2 separate regions of the Sus scrofa genome follow, and region 1 is linked to region 2. Evidence: chromatin contacts called from public Hi-C data. All regions are on one chromosome and are shown on one strand. The core of a region is the stretch at or near the end of the contact, and the rest is flanking DNA. Distances in the headings are between cores, read along the strand shown.

What was found. Hi-C and Micro-C count contacts between places; a contact is called where the count stands out from the background.
Region 1: a contact with region 2 is called in a Hi-C map of retroperitoneal adipose tissue, with 1.7 times the contacts expected there. The contact joins two enhancer-like sites. A contact is called at or near these places in 3 of 47 Hi-C or Micro-C datasets (embryonic fibroblasts, retroperitoneal adipose tissue and subcutaneous adipose tissue).

Annotation. Positions count from the first base shown.
Region 1 is chr10:66,972,132-66,976,563 of Sscrofa11.1, forward strand. LOC102159132 (a long non-coding RNA gene) reads left to right here. Exons shown (of 4, transcript XR_002336446.1): 4 at 4,020-4,432. Among named protein-coding and RNA genes, the nearest start is that of PITRM1, 23 kb to the right of the region's middle. Within about 2 kb of position 2,585, at least 2 of the 83 cell types and tissues checked have an H3K27ac peak or open chromatin away from gene starts, as enhancers often do. A contact at or near this core is called in retroperitoneal adipose tissue, where this site is marked.
Region 2 is chr10:66,134,381-66,138,964 of Sscrofa11.1, forward strand. No RefSeq gene overlaps it. Among named protein-coding and RNA genes, the nearest start is that of KLF6, 350 kb to the right of the region's middle. Within about 2 kb of position 1,926, at least 31 of the 83 cell types and tissues checked have an H3K27ac peak or open chromatin away from gene starts, as enhancers often do. A contact at or near this core is called in retroperitoneal adipose tissue, where this site is marked.

The DNA of each region.
Region 1 (4,432 bases), core at 1,335-3,834, 840 kb after region 2:
CCACGTGGTGGCCCACAGTGCAGAGGGGGCCCGGCCAGGGGACCAGGGGGCCACCAGGGTTGGTTCTGGTGACGCCCGCCTGGCCCGCAGACGGTGCCGTCTTGCCGAGCCCTCCCAGGGCGGTGAGCCAACGCGGGGTCCCTTCCTCCTCTTCTGAGGACCCCGGTCTTTGGGACCAGGGCCCCACCCTCACCACCTCATTCAAGCTGAGGAACCACCCGAGAGACCCCGTCTCCAAACGCCATCACACCAGGCTCAACAGGCAGCTTCAGGGGACACAGTTCAATCCCTAACGGGACCTGCGGGGACTCTGCCGGCCACTCGTGAACCTGTGTCTCCAGTCCTCCCGCCCCCACCCTTTCCGTGACCCTAAGACCTCTCCCCCCAGAGGAAACCTGGAAGCTCACAGGACAACCCTAACGATGACTTTGGCAGGGACGGCTCCTGGTAAAGGAGGGAAGAGTTGGCCCTCGCTGGGGGACGCACCCTGAAGACAGAGGGGCTGGAGAAGCCAGGCCAGAGCTGCCTGTGTCTTGAGCCCACCCAAGCCAGGCTGGGAGAGATGCGGCCCCGCGGCCCGATCCATGCTCTGAGGTGGTGGGACCCAGAGGCAGCGTGATGGGGTCCCCGGGGGCCCAAGCACTTTACAGGAGGGAAAACTCAGGGAATGTGAAGGTGAGTCTCACTAGGCCGCTGTGGAGGCCTGCGGTGACCTGGCACGCCTGCCGGGAGCAGGGGTCCAGAGCTCGCCCCGGCCACGCACCAGGCGAATGTGGGTCAGGACAGCTCTCCAGCCAGGCCCTCCCGCGTCTCAGCAGACGGACAGCGCGGACAGGAAGACTCAAGCAGCCCGGGACAGTCACTCCTGAAAGGAACGCTCGGGACCTCGAGAAGCCCTTGGGGTCGGCCTCGAGTTCAGCCGCCAGCCTGACCCGTTGCGGCTGCCTCGTCTGTGTTCTGCCGTCGTCCCCGTCGTGACAAGAGACAGGAACGGTTTTGTCGGACACAGAGACCCAACCTCGATGTGGGACTGGGGCCCTGTTAAGTGGGGCAGAGAACACGGAGGCGACGAGAGCCAGCCGGGGCCTGTGGGACACTGACGACGCTGCACTCGGGCCAGCGCCCGCGCGGGGCCGCTGGTGTCCGCTCGGGGCCGCTGGTGTCCGCTCGGGGGCGTCCAGGGCTGTTGAAAGCGCGCATGGGAAGATCGAGGTTTGGGCAAAGTCTGCCGCAGGGGAAGCCGTACCTGCCCCGACCCCAAGCCGGGGACGTGCTTTCTGTCTCGGGATAACGCAGGGGCTACGCCTTTTGGAAGAGCCCGGAGTGCGACGGTGCGTCGAGCGTAACCAGGTTTGACGAGGTCAGCCGCGTGAGGGTCACAGCATCGCGGCATCAGGACACAGGAGTGGCCCATGCAGGACCAGGCGTAGGAGGGCAGCGCAGACCGCGCAGCCAGGCCCCAGAGCAGCGAGCAGCGGACCGCCCCCCAGAGGCCCCCGCCACCCGCTTGTCTGGAAGGACTGCGCGGGGAGGCCCTTGGGCGCGAGCTGGGCTGCAGTGGAGCGTGAATCCGGGGCGGAGGGACTGAGACGCGAGAGGCGGGCGGATGAAGCCTCTCTACGCCCAGAGAAAGGGTGCGAGCTTGATCCCAGATGAAGCACGGGCCGTGGTTCGAGTGTCCTCTGCTGCGCGAGGTCATGAAGGATGCTCCGCGGGCCGCCCTGAGCGGGCGGGGCGTGGGGCTGCGGTGGAAGGAGAGGGGACAGGTGTTCCTGCGACGCTGGCCTGCGCCCCCGTGCGTCTGTCGCCACGACGTCCCTCTGCTCCCTCCGCGGCGCAGAGGAAAGCAAAGCAGGCCAGCGACAGCTGGGTCCCCTGCCATCACGGTAAGACCGTGTGCGACCTGCGTGACCCCATATGACCCAGGAGGTTTACAGACAGCGTCTGCCTCAGGCCCGGCTCCCGCAGCAGACGTGGGGTCCTGGTTGATCTGGATGCATCCAGGACTCCTGGCCGAGGGTCTCTTTCTTCTTCAGCAAGTTCTCAGTGTCCTCACTAATCTTTGGCTTTTCAGAGTTCCCACTGTGGCTCAGTGGGTTAGGAACCTGACTAGTATCCATGAGGACTTGGGTTCGACCCCTGGCCTCGCTCAGTGGGTGAAGGATCCAGCATTGCCGTGAGCTGTGGTGTAGGCCAGTGGCTGCAGCTCCAATTCAACCCCAGCCTGAGAACCTCCATATGCCGTGGGTGCAGCCCTAAAGAGAAAAAAAAAGTCTTTGGCTTTTCTTTCAAAGGAGTTCTAACATTCCCGCTTCCGTTTTTTCCTAACATTTCCCAGAGACGTGACGATGGCCGACGTGTAAGGAGCCGTCCTGGTCCGTCCTAGGGAGGACGGGGGGCCTCCTGTGTGGGCTCCCCCGAAGGGGAGAAGGTGTCCACCCTCTCCAGCCGTGGAAGGGCCCTGGCTCCTTGGAAGAGCTCCCCACGCCCTCTGCAGACGGCAGTGAGGTCTCCAGGCCAGTGGTGGCCCTGACCCGGCCCTCGTGGCCGTCCTGGGGGGGCGGCCGCCAGCGCAGCTCTTTCTCCTGGTCCCGCCGTGGCCGCGCGCCTGGCCTGCATTGCCGTCTTCTTTATCAGAAACAGCCTTCTTCCTCTTACCCTGTGCAATTCACACTTGAATTTCCTGGCTATTGTCTACACGCTGGTAGGTCCTTAGGGCACTGTTTTTTGTTTTTTTGTGGGTTTTTTTGTCTTTTGCCTTTTTTTTTTTTAGAGCTGCACCAGCAGTATATGGAGGTTCCTCGGCTAGGGGTCAAATTGGAGCTACAGCTGCCAGCCTACACCCCAGCCACAGCAACGCGGGATCCGAGCCGTGTCTGTGACCTACAACCACAGCTCATGGCAATGCTGGATCCTTAACCCACTGAGTGAGGCCAGGGATCAAACCTGCAACCTCATGGTTCCTAGTCAGATTTGTTTTCTGCTATGCCACGACAGGAACTCCTGGGTGTTTTGTTTTTGTTTTTTATAATAGAGAATGTGACTAAAGCTATTTGATCTCTTCTAAGAAAAATGTGGCTAGAGACAGGTGCAAAAAAAAATTGCAGCTAATTTTAGGTCAGAGTCCATTGAAGCTTGAATCATTCTTGAGATTAACAGGTTGAAACAAGGCGAGCAAATAAATTCCACACAACCAGGAGGAACGTTTTGCTGAGGAGTTTTGTTGGACTAACAGGTTACAGTAAACTGTTGCCTGGTTCTACCCCTAATTTACCCAGTTCCCAGTTTACCCAGGAGGTGTCGGGACCTCCCCACTGTCGGCAGCCGTGAGCAGTGTGGATCCAGTGTGGCGTGCTGAGGTGTGACCGTGGCTGCTGAGCCCGTGTGTTCTTTATTATATTACTACGCAGCATCTCCTGTGCATCAGGTGGGGTTGGCACCCTGCGGCAGTGCCTGCTGGATTTCCACCCACTGTCTGGTCCCATCTGATGACACGGGGCTTGCAGATGCCGCCGCCTGTGTGTTCCCTTTTCTGCTGCCACACCTCCTCATGACCACAGAGTTTTAGGTCTTCTTTTATGCCTCGAAATACTCTCAGGTGGGGAGACAAAAAGACCCTGGGGGCAAGCAGAACGGCTGGCTGGCTGGGGAAGTGAAGGGTTCCCACACTTTAATGGCTAAGAAAGAAACCGCTCGTAATATTCTAGCCCAATGCTTACCTGTCGGTTGGATCCTGACAGAGCTGAGGGCTTCGTGTGCTTTTAGGAAAAGTGTTGAAGCCTGTAGCGTCCGTGAATGATATATTTGTTTTTACCAAAACTCATCTTCCTAGGCTATTATCTTATACGTTGCTCCGTTTGGTTTCTTAATGTTCTTTCGTGTGAGCGGAAGGCTGCGGGGAGGCGTTCATCAGCAGAGAGAAAATTGGGCGGATAATCAGCTGCGTTCCTGGGGCTGCAGTCATGGGAGGGGCCTGACCTCCAGGGAGGCATCCTTCATGCTGGCTCATCTTCTTCCAGTGCCACCTCCGCCACGTGAAGGATGCCTGGGTTTTGTGCAACTCCCGCGCTCGCAGCGTCTCTGGGTCTTTACCGCGGTCAGAGGTTTCCGGACGGTCTCCCGTTCCTGCCCCCGAGACGCGTTCTCACTATTGTGCCTGACCGGGAACACAGCACAATGAACGTTTTCCAAAAAGGCAGAGACGTGGGAGATGCCTTTTCATGTCACAGACTTCTTAGTGTTCCTTTCAGGAAGTGGAGTCCAGCCAGGTGACAAGAATTCAAGGAAAGGAAATGGGTCCGGGAAGGGAGGGGAGCCTGGGGAGCAGGAGCCACGGAGGCGCCTGGCCCTCGCAGCCTCTGTCTCCCATCGGGTGGTACGTGGTCACTGCAGGCAAGGAGAGTCCCCAGGCTGTCCCCTGGGGTCCTGCGAA
Region 2 (4,584 bases), core at 676-3,175:
CCAGGAACGAAAGACAGCATGTCAAACTGTGGTTTCCAGGGTAAACAAATAAAGACGACCCACTCCAGAAAATAAACGATTCCCGGAATGATTTTTAAAAGGAAGGACAACGTCGCGTGGGGACGTATGTGGCGCTCATCCAGTCCGGGCCTTCTGCAAGCGCCGCAGCCCCGAGAGGCAGGGGCGTCTTCTGAGTTAATTGCAGCGGGAGACACGTCCTTCTCCGGGACCCAGAAAACTTCCCGGTAGAAGTCCAGCGCCGTTGGGCGTTTTTCTTCTGAGTAAAGGTTGGGAACTCAAGGCGCCTCGGGCCCACGCCCACTGGTCTACGCTGCCTTCACCCAGCGCAAGCGCGCGGGTTCCCCTGGCAGGATTCCGCACAAAAAGCTGACAGGCCTGTGCGTTCGGCGGCACAGCCCTCGTGCAGCGGGACCGGGACGCTCACCCTTGAACGTGGGCGATCTGGCGTTGAGTCCTTTCTCCCCCAAGCTGCCGCCCCCGCGTTCTTTATGTGAAGAAGTGACCCTGAGTCACGTAGAGTTCGGATGCGCAGAAGGCGGGCTCATGCCTGTGGACATTTTCCCAGGCCTTGAGGACGGTCGCCGGGACTGCTGTTAACAACAGCGGGACCGCAGCGCTCATGACCGAGCCGCCTGGACTCCACCGGCACGGCTGTCCCCGCGGGCTGAGCCAGTGTCCTTAGCGACCGGGGCGGCGGCTGGACAACTGCGATCACGCCCGGTGAGGGATGGCTCTCGCCCAGTCGCCCTTGCGTGGCATCTCTATCCCCCGTTTTTAAGCCCCGGCCGGCCTGAGACCCGGCCCCCACCCCCACCAGGCCCTGGTTCAGAACAGCGGCCTTGGAGGCTCCGCGCCTGCCCTTCAAGGCGCCCCAGCGCCCTGGCCGCACCCCCGACCGATGGCACTGACGCACAGTCGGGCTGTGAAGGCAGCGCTTCTCGCTCACCCGCTCCCGGACGTGGAACGGAGAGAAAACGCCCCCCTGAAAGAGCCACCTTCCAGATGTGCCCGGCTCAGGGCCGGCCCCGAGTGTCACGTCCTGGTGGGAAGTGACTGCGTGTGTTTTGTTCAGATCCAAGGCCCTGTTGACAAAGCCGTGCTGCAGGTGTCCCCCTGAAATGGTCACACGGTGACCTTCCCTGGTCAAAGAGGCCTCTAAATGGTATCCCGGGTCTCGTCTCCCGTGCACATCTGAAGGTCTGCTGTTTCGGAGAGGGCAGTGCCCTGGTCACGGAGATTTAAAGCACCCTGTGGGGTCAGATTTTAACAGGAACCCAAATAATAGCAACCCCTTTCTTTGTTGGCCACCCCCAGGGCTCACTCTGGATGTTTTTAATAGCAAGGGACCTCATCTAGCCGTCCATGAGGCTAACTGATTTCTATACCTTTTTCTCTTCTATCCCCCCCACCTCCCGCTCCCCATTCCCCGCCCCCCCCCTTATTCAATTAAAAGAATCAGCGAGCCCTTTGGCTCCCTTTTCCTGGAGCAAACTTTTTCACAAACTTTTTTTAATTTACTCAAAGGAAGAGTTTAAAAAATGCTGAAGCATAGCATGCACACACCACATGCATAAGAAGACGCAGCAAGACCGCTGCGGTTGTCCAAGAGGATCCTGCGGCCAGGGCTGCCTGGCGGCCCCAGCGGACATAGGGCTAAGCCCACGGGGTCACATCTGGGAGAGAGAGTGTGTGAATGGAGCGGAGCCGGCCTCCCACACGACAGGAATTCCTCCCAAACTATGTGCTCGCTCGGTATGGGAGCGCAGAAAAAAAATGTGTTTGGAATATCGCTAAGGAAACCCAGATAGATCCCCTATCTTTGCCAGAGCACAGAAGACAGTTCAGCGAGTGACTGACTCAGAGTGACTAACGCAGAACACGTGTCCGATGATGGGGGGAAGCAGGGATGTAGAGAAAAGGGCGGCCACCGTGCTTTCTGCCCCAACAGGAACAAGACGACTCCCTTCCTCCCTCGTATTCACGCCCCTGGCTTTTCTCAGACAAAGCGTACAAAGAAAAGCACTGGTCTTTCCGCTCAGAAAGGTTTCTGCCGTCATAAATGTCTCTCTCCAACATCAAGGTGCTTGTTCCTGCTGTCACACCTGTGAGCATCTTTTGTTTTGCCGCGGAGGACACACTTCTGAGAATATGCTTTCACTCCAGAATTTTGAGAGTGTGTTTTGGCTTTCACTATTATTCCAACAAGCCAGTTGTGTGTGTGTGTGTGTGTGTGTGTGTGTGTGTGTGTGTGTGTGTTTAGAGCCATGAATTCCATGTAGCTAAAGTTTAGTTCCATTTTAATGCCAGTTATGATAGCACAGTCCATTATTCTCTAAAAATAGGTCCAAATATGTTTATCTTTGTGGAATTTAGGAAGCAGCAACTCCATCTGCAATATCCTTTACCATCACCAACCATAAAAAGGTGGCAGAAACAGCGGTTTGCTGCATCCCGGGAAATGTCCCGTTATCCCAAAGCCTCGCCAGACCCCTCGCTGCTCCTTCAGCCGGGGTCCTCCTGACGTCGGCTGCCCGCTGTGCGGGGTCTGAGCTCCGTTTCTTCTTCATGCTCTTCTGCGCTGTATCTTCCTCTGCTGTTGCATTCTGGTCACCAGGTTTAAATTGCAGACGGTTAGAATGTGAAGATATTAATGCTTTTGAACCTGCTCGGCGTGAAAGGGTCTGCAGTCAGCCTCTTCATCTCCAGCAAACCGACCCCGTGCACGAGCGAGGCTCCCACACAGTGAGGGAGGCTTTACCCTGCGTGTGCGCCTTGGGGCGAGGAGAACTCTTTCTCTTGTCTCTCAAAGCACCTGGCCCAACAGTTTGGCACTTTTCACACACACGTACATGGACGTATCTTCACAGATCCCACACATACTTTTTTATTTGATTAATTTTTTTTTCCTAGCTGACGGCTTGAAGCAGATGTGGTTCTAAAACACCAGCGAATAACCCCTGGGGCTCAGCAAGTGTATGGCCCAGACCTCAAAGCCACAGTGGAAACATCTGGCTCCAGTCCCCGAGACACCTGGCGGTCAATCCATATTACGGGCCTGAATTGCCCCCTGACTGGGCAGGAAAAAAACAGCAGCCAAACTTGGTAAAGCACAGGCATAAACTAAACTTGGTTACTCAATGTGAGGACCATTGACTGAGTTAGTCAGTTTTAAGAAAATAAATAAATGAATCAGGACAATAAGACCAACTCTGAAGATAACAATTTCAGATGAGGGATTCTGCGATGTTTAAAAACCCTTTAACCAAAGACACTGTCTCTGTTTTCATTCACCCGTTTATTTTAGTGTTTATTAAGCATCCATACTGTAACAGCGACAATGCTATTTGACACTTAGACACATTGTTTAGTCGTAGAAATTACAGTAGATGATTCTGACACCCTTGTTTCAATCGAACTAGGAGATAAATTCCAGACATTAAAAAAAGAGACATTTCAGAGAACCTGACTAGTATCCATGAAGATGTGGGTTCAATCCCTGGCCTCGCTCAGTGGGTTAAGGATCTGGATTTGCTGAAAGCTGTTGTGTAGGTCACAGATGCAGTTTGGATCTGGCATTGCTGTGACTATGGTGTAGGCTGGCTGCAGCTCTGTTTCAACCCCTAGCCCGGGAATTTCCATATGCCACTGGTGAAGCCCTAAAAAGCAAAAAAAAAAAAAAAAAAAAAATTCATTTGTAATCATAATCCATGGAGTATAAAGGTGGTAGTTACTTTATCTAAAGAGAGACATATCAGAGTTCCTGTCGTGGCTCACTGGTTAACGAATTCAACTAGGAACCATAAGGTTGCGGGTTCAATCCCTGGCCTCGCTCAGTGGGTGAAGGATCCAGCGTTGCCGTGAGCTGTGGTGTAGGTCGCAGACGCGGCTCGGATCCCGAGTTGCTGTGGCTCTGGTATAGGCTGGCGGCTACAGCTCTGATTCGACCTCTAGCCTGGGAACTTCCATATGCTGCAGCAGCGGCCCAAGAAATGGCAAAAAGAGAAATAAATAAATAAATAAATAATAAAAAGAGACATACCACGTATCACTAGATAGACAAGAGGCATGGTCTGACAGGGAAAAAACTGGACATATAGCAAAGAGAAGCACTTTTCGATGGGCCCTCACAGCACTCAAGAGGCACTGTCTAGACACATTTGAAACAAACTTCAAATAGCGCGCTTCAAATTAAAGACCACACAGAAAAGAGGGCTAAATTACCATGCATTTAATGTCATATAATTGCAAAATTGAGCATGTACACCAAAGCATTTAAAACGATCACTGGTTAAAATTGCGTTTTCTATGAAAATACAAGGAACATGATCTTAAGTAAAGATTCACTCACGATACTTCAGCTCAGACCCTCACAACATCTCTTGTTTGTATTAGAGCACAAAGTACTCAAACAGTCACAGGTACCTAAATAAATAAATAAATAGATAATAAATAAGTACATTTGTATAAAAAAAACAAACCTTGATTCCATTATTCTCCTCAAGGCCAAACCAAGATTTTGAGATAAATTAACACTGCAGACAAGTCCGAGAATGAAACGGGGTT